2 separate regions of the Mus musculus genome follow, and region 2 is linked to region 1. The links are chromatin contacts, called in public HiChIP or PLAC-seq maps. All regions are on one chromosome and are shown on one strand. Each heading gives the region's core, a stretch centred on a gene start, on an enhancer-like site or on the middle of the called end of the contact. The rest is flanking DNA. Distances are from core to core; before and after follow the strand shown.

Region 1 (4,952 bases), core at 2,321-4,820:
AGGGGAAGCATGAGGACAAGGCTGGGGTGATGGGGTCCTGTCCCCTATGCCTCCTTTTTCTGGGATATAGCTCCAGCCTTCCCTGGTCCCTATGGGAGGCCAGGAGGGAGCCGGGTCTCCCTCAGGGTTGCAGGGGTGGGTCCAGGGCAGCCCCAGGATGGGCTTCCCTGGAGGGAAGGGTGGGGGTGGTTTTGTTCATCATGTCCCAGGAAAGGGCGGCCCCTTCTTATTTTATACAATAAACATTCACCACCTCCTTTGTCTCGCTGTCTGCCCTACTTTCTGCCCTGGTGCTTGCCCCAGCCATTTCCCTAAAGGGGTGGGGGGCAAAAGAGTCTGAAATCCCTAAACAGTGCCCCGGACTATACATTTCCAAAGGAACTCTTGAGCTTAACACACCCTAGGTGAGGGAAAAGGCATACTTCGCTGCATACAGGATGGTCTCCGTGTGCAAACCTGGGGCCTGGTGGGAACGGAGTCGGGGCTGGGGGTGGGGGGGCTTCAGCGGCTCTCATTGAGCTGGCCAGACCAGTCTGTAAAGAGGTTGACCCAACTCTGGCTAGTATGAGGTGGGGTGGGCAGGGGTGGGGGAAGCCCAGGAGGGCCCAAAGTTTTGGTCTGGCAACTTGAACTTCATCTCAGAGGCTATAGGCCATCCCAGGAGTGCACATGAGACCAGAGGACGCCCTGCAGGGACATTCTTCTCCTGGAGATGCACCCAAGTGGTTCATGCTGACTGAGAGGGCTGGTTGTTAGGTTTTTGGTTTTTTTTGTTTGTTTGTATGTTTGTTTGTTTTCAGGAAGTTTGCCAGCCAGTGAAACAGCTCTTATTAATAATTAAATCATATCAGTTTGTAATTAGTTGTGCTGAGAACAAAATTAACAAATTCTTCACTTCCTTGATTAATATATGTCGCTAGCCTCTATATCTCATGACAGTGTGTGTATGGGGTGCTACTATGGACCCCCTCAGCTCCATGTCCCCCTCAACTCCTCATCAAATGATGTCAGATAAACAGTTTAAAAGTCAGCTCTGGCCGGGCGTGGTGGCGCACACCTTTAGTCCCAGCACTCGGGAGGCAGAGCCAGGTGGATTTCTGAGTTTGAGGCCAGCCTGGTCTACAAAGTGAGTTCCAGGACAGCCAGGACTACACAGAGAAACCCTGTCTCGAAACAAAACAAAACAAAACAAAAAGTCAGTTCTGGTGGGAGTTCTGCACCGTGCGGTGCAGCAAACCAACCAGGGCTGGACCTTCAGTGGCCCAGGCTGTTGGAAGTGAGATATTGCAAACAATACACCAGGATTCTCACCATGTTGTAAATAGCAGAGAAAGAAGTTGTGGGAATGTTCACGTGTTCGAAACAGCTCTGCCTCCAGCCCCACAGAGTTATTCAGTTCATTGGCAAATGAGTAATGTCTACCACCTATCTTCTCCTGGTGTGTGGGGTTGTCGCTGATGTGTAAGCAGAGTCACCGGGAAGCCATGTCAAAAACACATGGAGCTGGTTTTGTTCTTACCAAAAATCCACAATTTCTGGACAAGCTATCTTTAGACAGGTTGATCAACCTCGTGAGGATCCAGCCTTCTGGAAGATCCGACTACCTTCCACCCCAAGCTGTCAAGGCTGAAAGTGTGAGAACCAGGCAACACCTGCTTTGGGTCACAGATAGCACAGATCTGTGCCTCCTGGAGAATCAGCACACAGGCTGAGCAGAGAGCTTTATTGCAGGGGCGGAGGGCACAGTGTCCTGAGCAGAGAGCTGAGCAGAGTGTCGGTGGGCAGGGGGCTCAGGTAGCCAGGAAGCCCCCATCCACTGGCAAAGTGGAGCCAGTGGTCATGCCACTCCGGTTGCTCAGCAGGAAGAGAATGGTGTCCACGACGTTCTCCACCTCTGCAGACAGGCAGAGGTCAAACGCATAGAGGGAGGCTTGCCTCATCCTTCCAACCACAGCCAAGCCCCAGGCCCAGGCACGCACCAGGGCAGGTGGTGTAGTTCTAGTCTGGACTCCTGCCTAACTTACCAGCGAACTTGCCCAGTGGGATACGATCCAGCATGGCCTTAGCTTTGTGGGGGTCACTCCAGTTGGTCCGGCCCATGGGTGTCATCACTACTGTGGGGTTTACTGCATTCACACGGATCTGAAGAGATGCCAGCAAGGTAAACAACATGGGAGGGCACCCTGAGCAGAAGGAGAGATTTGGAGGAGTTACCCAGCCTTGTGTACCTTGTGGGGCCCAAGCTCTAGGGCCATCATCTTGGTCAACATGTCCAGAGCACCCTTGGTGGAACCTGTGAGGAGGGTTGTCGTGGAGCCCAAGCTGGCCAAGAATGGGAGTGGGGTGGGGATGGGGCTCAGCTGGAATTACTCACAGTAGACAGTATGGTTGGTCAGTGCACGTTGGGAGGCCTGGCTGGAGACATTCACAATGGCTCCTGGAACTCCCCGAGCTATCATGCCCTTGGCCACAATCTGAAATTTTGAGGGACATGAAGCAGAACTAACTCTCTTCTTCTGAGTTCCTGCGCCAGCCAGCCGGGTAGGGCAGCTCACCTGAGACACCTGGATGACAGCCCGAAGATTCACATTGAAGGATCTAGGAGTGAATGAATGGACAGCCTGGTCAGGGGCAGGGCTGAGGCTGCAGTGGGGATGGGGGGGTGCGATTTGGTTCCTCCAACCCCTGCTGGCTTACGTGTCACAGGCCTCCTTGGTGACCTCCAGGAAGGGCTGCAACAGAGCCACAGCAGCATTGTTCACCAGAAGGTCCACGGGTCCCACATTGCTTAGGGCCTGCTCTGTGGCCTCCCAGTCGGCCAGGTCCACACACACAGGCTCCACACCAGGACACTGCGTTATTGGAGAGAAAGCAAGGCTATGCTCAATTGTGTCCTGCAATTGTGTCCTAAGGTGGCGTTGTTTGCCTCTTCCAGCAGAAGAAAGGCAGTCTGGGAAAACTGGACCTGGAAAGGAACTTTCAACTGAAGGGTCAAGAGTTCCCGCTGCAGCAGCAAATTGCGAGAGACACAGCACCCGCCCCCTCCCGCGCTCCCCCCCCCCCCCCCAAGCAGTTCACTTCTTCTCTGCTCAGCATTCTTGGACCCAGGTCTGCTCTCTCAGCCGTTTCTTCCAAACTCAGGGAGCCAGGGTATCCTCATGGACCCTCGACTAACTGCACAGGGCCTCTGGCCTAGGAAGGGTACACCAGGCACCGGGCCTGCCATGAAGAGCACACTGCGTCTCCCTCAGCGACCGCCTCCTCACCTCTGGACACAGTGCCTACCTCGCGGACCAGGTCGTCCAGGTCCTCTCGCGTCCGACTCACCGCCACAACCTGTGCACCAGCCGCCTTCAACGCCAGCACAGTGCTGCGCCCGATGCCTGAGGCAAGCGAGGATTAGTGCCGGTACCCCCTTTTCAAACCAGCCCGACCCCGACAGTGCCACTCGCCCGCCGCCTCACCTTTGCCCGCGCCGGTGACCAGCGCCCGCCGACCTGCAAGCCCCAGGTCCATGGTGCTTGAGCCTGGTCCTGCCTGGGCAAGATGGACCTGGAGTTCCGGAATCGAGGGTGGTGGCGAGGAGAGCCAATCACATGGGCTGTGTCTTGAAAAGGGCGAGGATATTAAAATAAAAGTGCCTTCTGTGGTGCTGATTGGCTGAATGGGAGTGGGCGTGACCGAGGCAAGGCTGTCCTAACCAAGGGGCAGCTTCTCAAACTGCACCAGACTGACCCAACTATAGAGGGCAGAATCTGCTTAGCGAGTTCTGGTCAGCATGGTTTCTACTACCAAGATTTCCATTAAAAACATATAGTAGTTATTCCAGGGGTTTCATGGATACTCGTGAACCTGAGAGACATGTCTAAAACCGTTTCTGTGTGCTCTATCCCCAGGCCCGGGAGTGGATCAAGATAGCCAATAAGTAATACTGGGGGGGGGGGGGCCGGCACGGGGGGGGGGCAGGATGGACATTCAAAGCCGAATGGTAGTGACACACATAGTGACACACACTTTAATCCCAGCACTCGGGAGGCGGAGGCAGGCAGATCTCTCTAATTCAAGGCCAGCCTGGTCTACAGAGAAAGTTCCAGGTCAGCGGGGCTACATACACAGAGAAACCCTGTCTCGAAAAGAAAAAAAAAAAATCGGACATGGGGTAAGTCTGAAGAAGACACCGTTACCAATAAAGCCCCAAATTGATATCAAGGAAACCTGAAGCCCAAGGTCACTTTACCCAGCTTGCATCGGGTCAGTGGCCCCTTATAGGCAGTATGAGGGACAATAAGAGGTTGGATTGGATTTGGAGATCTATGTGAGAACTGGCCAGACAAACAATGCTTTCCAAGGCTTAAGAGTCAGTTACAGATTAATGTCCACGTGTGCACTGGGTCTCCCTATAAAAATATTTTGTTTTTAGAGTCGTGGTGAGGAAGACCAAAGCAATAGCTCTGAGGATCTACTCTGGCCAGCGGTAGGGATCTGGTGATTGCAGGGCCCCGAGTGATGTAGGGCTTTGGGCTTGGAGAGGTGCGTCCATGGGCTGACTGTTTTGAAAACCAACTGCAGGACGCTCAGTGGTTAAAAACACTGCATGCTCTTCCAAAGGACTTGGGTTTGATCCCCAGCACCCAAATGGCAGCTCACAACCATCTGCTCTAGGGCAATCCATGCCCTCTCTTGGCCTGTGTAGGCTACACATGGTGCACAGATATACAGGCAGACAAAACCCAAACATATAAAATAATAGTAATTTTATAAAATCCATGGAAAGAAAAGCACTGGAGACTAGGCAGCCCAGTGTGCCTTCCGCAGTTTTGATCCACTCACCACCACTGTCAGGCCATTCTGTGAACACTGCCATCCCCTCCTAACCCTGAACTATGCCAGAAACCAGGAGACAGAGGCAGCCCGCCCAACACCTAGACACAGCTGCTTAGAGCTCACTAGTG
Region 2 (5,160 bases), core at 1,384-3,883, 390 kb after region 1:
TGAAGATGTGGCTGATACACTTGAGAAAAACTTACCATGTGACCCAGCAAACAGATGAGAACCCAATGTCCCCTTGCCAGCTCTGTGGGATCTTCAGCCAGTGGGTTAGTTACTCACCCAGGAGAGGAGGCCAACGACCCATGGGGACCCAATGAGGAGACTGCAAAAGACTTCTATGAAAACAGTAACTTTATTAACACAGAAGCATGCACAGGGCACGAACTGAGCAAGTAGCACAAAGCAGTCAACTCTGAATCCAGGACTCACAGCCCCTCAGAAAAAGCCAAGTGCAGAACACGGGGTCAACCAACGTGACTTGGTGTCATACTTCTAGTGTCGCCACCTACAACTAGGGCAGAACTGGGGAAGGACCAGTGACCCATCCCCCATAAGACTTGATACACAAGTCTTTGCCCTGCACATGAAGCTGAGTCTAACCTTCCGAACACTGAACTGTCAACTAGGGACGATGAACCCAGCTTCCCTGAGGCCCCAACCCCAGGCTGATCCACAACCTCCCCTTAATATGATGGACATCCTTCAGGACCTGTGGCTGAGAGGCAACCTCTGGCTCTTCAGTCCCGGGGGGAGGGGGACCTGGGGGTGGTACAAGCACCAGTCCCTCAATTGTGTGGATCAGGGGAGGGGGAACGGAAGCAGGGCAACTCCCTCAGAGATACAACTTCTACCACAAGGAGCCTCTCCCCTGGCTCCCTGCTCCAGGACTCTGGGGTGCTATTGTGCCAGGGCAAATACGAATGCACCTTGAAGCCTCCCTTTTGTAGGCTGCAGTCAGCAGGCACCAGCTCCATCCCCAGCTCTGAGGACTCCAGGACGCTTAGCTTCCAGCGGTGCAGGTCTTGCTGTTCAGGTGCATTCTGCAGCTGGGCCACTCTCACGTCACCAGGGTCCAGCAACACCTGCCAGCGCTGGACACGGGTTCTCACGGCCCAACAGGGAGTCATTGACAGCATGTAGCAAATGGCGTCAAAGCCACCCAGAAGGAAAACGAACTTCAGGCCTACCAACCATGCTTCTGCTTCCAACGGGTCCATGGGCCAGGTGGGGCTCAACTCCAACAATACAGGTTGCCCAGGAGATGGGCTTACATTGAAAATCTCCCACCAGGACAAAGGAGGGATGAGCCAGTGGGAGCAGGGTGAAAGCCCATCAAATCTCCAGGGAAGGGCCTGGGTCCACTCAGCATCCTCAGGACCCAGATCCAGGGGTACAGCTTCCTGAGGCCCCAGCTCAGTGGGCACAGGCTGGGGTCCCTGAGCCCCAGAGCCTGCAGAGACAGAGATGCCATGTGGCAGATGACCTTGGCCCTCTCCCCCACTAAGCCCGGGCCATTCCTCGGGCTCAGACGATGCCTCTGAGAGTTCCATGGGCTCAGCATCCCACACTCCTTCTTCCCAGTCTCCCATCTCCAGCATGTTCTTAACGACGAGGAAAGCTGCCTTGAAGCAAGCAAAGCAGATCTTCATCTGTTCCCCATGGACAAGATGGTACAGCCACGCCCCATAGAGGCAGGACATGCCCTTGGCCCCATGGCGAACGCTGACTGGGGGACACATGGTCAAGAAGTCTGTCTGCAGCTAAGCGGACACACAGAGGAAGACTTGCTCGATGGTCTCAGTAGGACCATAGAGGCTAGAAATAGGTGGAAAAGGTGAGAATGAGAGAAACGGGAGAAAACAGGGCACAGTAGGAGGTCTAGGGGCTTTGGGGCTGCAGGATACGGGGCAGTGGTACGAGAACTGGGTGAGAATTAAATGAATACCTCTCTGGAGAAGTAGACAGGCTTGAGCTTCCAGAAACTTCTTCAGCTTCACACTTGCTCCAATGTCTGGAGAGCTTGAAAGGCAGAGGAAATGAGGTTTGCCTCCCCCCACCCCAGCCCCCGGGCTGCTGCAGGGCCCCCCTTGAGGAGAGGGTGTTGGAGCTCTGGCCCCCGGGGCTCCCTGCTCACTCTGGACAGGCTGGGGTGACATCAGAGTTGTCCTCAGGGCTCAAGGCCCCGACCTCACACTTGCACCCGGCTACCAACCAAAGAGGCCGGGAAGCCTACGTCAGGAGTATCTCCTCTCTGCCCACCGTGCTCACCCGGCCCAGCCCTCGGCCCAGTCCCTTTCCATCCTTACCTCCCTGACTGAGCGCCCAGGTGCCAGCTAAGGGACTCCAAAGCCAGGCTCTCCTCACTGAGCACTGAACACCGAGCGAGGACCAACAAGGCCTTATAAAGGGTCAACGGCCATGATGCTCCAGCTCATTTACATATCTCCCATGAGGCCCCAAAGCAGCAGGAAGCGAAGGCGCTGAGTCACTCTGGCCCCCAAGGTGCACATGAGGCCTGGCGCCCCCTACAGCGCGCATGCGCTGCTCCCCTGCGGACACCTGAGCACCCTGTGTGCTTCCTGTGTGCTCTAGCGGTGCCCGATGTCCCCATCCCTGTGCCTTCGAGGGACTCGAAGGCCTGGGTTCAGAGCTGGGCCCGCAGCACATCTTGTTTGGAAAAGTCGATTCCTTCTTCCCTGTCTCTTTAGTAAAAAGTTCTTTAACACTTGGGAAACTGCTCGCTCAGTTCTCAACTGCAGGCTAAGCACAGTTGCCCCTCTCTGGGTCTTTTTGTTCTCAGACTCTTTAAAGAAATTCTTTGTAGAGTTTATCCTTAGAGGAGTCTGGGACTCAGAGGAAAAACCAAGCATAAGATACAAGGTTTCCAGCAGCCTCTGGAGCTCAACCTTGACCACACAGAGGTTTATTTGTTAAAATCTGCCGCAGTCCACTCTGGACACCCCACAGGGGTGGACACTGGTGTAGTGACGTTCCTCTGTCATCACAGGGCCAGTTTCACTTCAGTAATACTCCATTAAAAGAATAAATCCCTTTATCCACTCACTTCTTGTAGAAGATCTGGTTGCTTTCTGGGGTTTGGTAATTTGGTATTTTAAAAAGCTATTACCAGTTTTGCATTGGTCTTCTAAACTTAAGCTTTTGTCTCCTTTGAATACACCCAGAGAAGCACAAAAGCCACGTTGTGAGCTAGTTGTAGTGTGTGAGAGCTGGCACAGTTTTCCAAAAGCTCTTCCTTCAGGACCAAGTGGAGTCTGAAGCCACATGAGCTTGCAAGTCCTGGAAAATGGCAGTTGTGCCCAAAACAATGAGAAGTAAATGGCCATTCGCGCGAAAAACTGATCTATCACAGTCGGAGACTGAAAGAATCCAAGCTTGAGTGAAGAGTTGCATCACGCTGGGCTACCCTCTCGCTTCAACCTCTTTTTTTTTGTCTGAAAGGGAGCAGGGTTCCTGAGGAATCTTTTTAAAAAGATACTAGAGCGTGAGTTCCAAGACAGCCAGTGCCACACAGCACTGTCTTAAAAAAACAAAAATAAACAAACAAATAAATATTGCCAGATCACAGTTAGAAATGTACGTCCCATGACTAAGCAATCAAATATATGAGCCTATGGTGGCCATTCTTATTCAAAAATGTCTTGTACTGGAGAAGTGGCTCACAACAGGCTTAAGTTCTAGCCCCAGGGGGTCGGATATCCTCTTCTAGCTACTTCACCTATACACACATGGCACACTCATACCCCCCCCCACACACACAAATACAAATAAAAATAAAACTTAAAAAAAAAGAATTATTGGGATTTGTACTGGCTGGCTTTGTGTGTCAACTTGACACAGCTGGAGTTATCACAGAGAAAGGAGCTTCAGTTGAGGAAATGCCTCCATGAGATCTAGCTGTAAGGCATTTTCTCAATTAGTGATCAAGGGGGAAAGGCCCCTTGTGGGTGGGACCATCCCTGGGCTGGTAGTCTTGGGTTCTATAAGAAAGCAGGCTGAGCAAGCCAGGGGAAGCAAGCCAGTAAAGAATATTCCTCCATGGCCTCTGCATCAGCTCCTGCTTCCTGACCTGCTTGAGTTCCAGTCCTGACTTCCTTGGTGATGAACAGCATTCAGTATGGAAGTGTAAGCCGAATAAACCCTTTCCTCCCCAACTTGCTTCTTGGTCATGATGTTTTGTCCAGTAATAGAAACCCTGACTAAGACAGGATTTGAGAGATGGTTCAGTGGTTAAGAGCACTGTTTTTCCAAGGGACCTGGGTTCAAGTCCCAGCAACCACATGGCAGCTCACAGCTAACCTTAGCTTCAGGATCTGACACCCTCACATAGACACACACACATAGACAAATAAGCAGGCAAAACACTAATGCACATAAATAATAATAAAATAAATAAAATTTTAAAAATACAAAAGAATTGTCTTTGGAGCTTCACATTGGGCACTAAACTGTTAGTGTAAAAAACACAGCTCTCAAAAGAAGCAAGAGGGGCTGGAAAGATGGCTTATCAGTTAAGAGCACTGACTGCTCCTCCAGAGGTCATGAGTTCAAATCCCATGGTGGCTCACAACCATCTGAAATGAGATCTGATGCTCTCTTCTGGGGCGTCTGAAGACAGAAACAGTATACTTATATATAATAAAATAAATAGGCTGGAGCAAGCGGGGCCGGAGTGAGCTGGAGGGGGAGAAAAAAAGAGACAGGAGATAAGTTTATTCGGAGGCTATATAAGAGTGTCTATGGCCCTAAAACATATATACCCAGTATTCCATGGTCCAAAGTGGGGAAATCCCAGCTGTATGTCTCAGGTGCTAACTGCTGACATTCTAAACTCCAGGGAGTTAATGGGCCTTGTAGAAGGATCAGTGTAGTTCTGGAAACATTACACAAAACAAAATCCTTTCCAAGACACATTCTCTCTATGTATCCTTGGCTAGCCTGGAATTCTCTATGTAAAGCCAGGCTGGCCTCGAACTCACAGTGATCCTCCTGCCTCTGCCTCCACACTGATGTTTATTTTATTTTTATTGTTACTTGTGTGTGTGTGGGGGGGGGGGGGGAGACATGGTTTCTCTGTGTAGCCCTGGCTGTCTTGGAACTCACTCTGTAGACCAGGCTAGCTTCCACCTCAGAGATCCTCCTGCCTCTGCCTCCCAAGTGCTGAGATTAAAGGTGAGTGCTACCACAGCTTGGCTCTGATGTTTGTGTGTTTGTTTGTTTACACTGTAGCTGTCTTCAGACACACCAGAAGAGGGCATCTGATCCCATTCGAGATGGTTGTGATCGTGTGGTTGGTGGGAGTTG

The links. HiChIP or PLAC-seq counts read pairs in DNA pulled down with a chosen protein or histone mark.
Region 2: a contact with region 1 is called in a CTCF HiChIP or PLAC-seq map of embryonic stem cells, with 5 times the contacts expected there. The contact joins the promoter of Tex19.2 here to the promoter of Dcxr in region 1. A contact is called at or near these places in 4 of 39 promoter capture datasets (embryonic stem cells and fetal liver), 1 of 15 datasets of contacts at CTCF or cohesin (embryonic stem cells), 13 of 484 Hi-C or Micro-C datasets (embryonic stem cells and haploid embryonic stem cells), 3 of 115 datasets of contacts at active chromatin or transcription factors (embryonic stem cells, pancreatic cancer cells and stem cell-derived neural progenitor cells) and 1 of 9 other capture datasets (embryonic stem cells).

What each region holds. Positions count from the first base shown.
Region 1 is chr11:120,723,714-120,728,665 of GRCm38.p6, forward strand. Dcxr (dicarbonyl L-xylulose reductase) reads right to left here and starts at 3,571. Exons shown (of 8, transcript NM_026428.3): 1 at 3,465-3,571; 2 at 3,286-3,383; 3 at 2,698-2,852; 4 at 2,556-2,598; 5 at 2,375-2,474; 6 at 2,229-2,293; 7 at 2,025-2,142; 8 at 833-1,894. The coding sequence starts at 3,516. The coding sequence ends at 1,791. It overlaps Rac3 (Rac family small GTPase 3), which reads left to right. Exons shown (of 6, transcript NM_133223.4): 6 at 1-256.
Region 2 is chr11:121,116,044-121,121,203 of GRCm38.p6, forward strand. Tex19.2 (testis expressed gene 19.2) reads right to left here and starts at 2,634. Exons shown (of 3, transcript NM_027622.3): 1 at 2,145-2,634; 2 at 1,784-1,857; 3 at 172-1,653. The coding sequence starts at 1,577. The coding sequence ends at 624.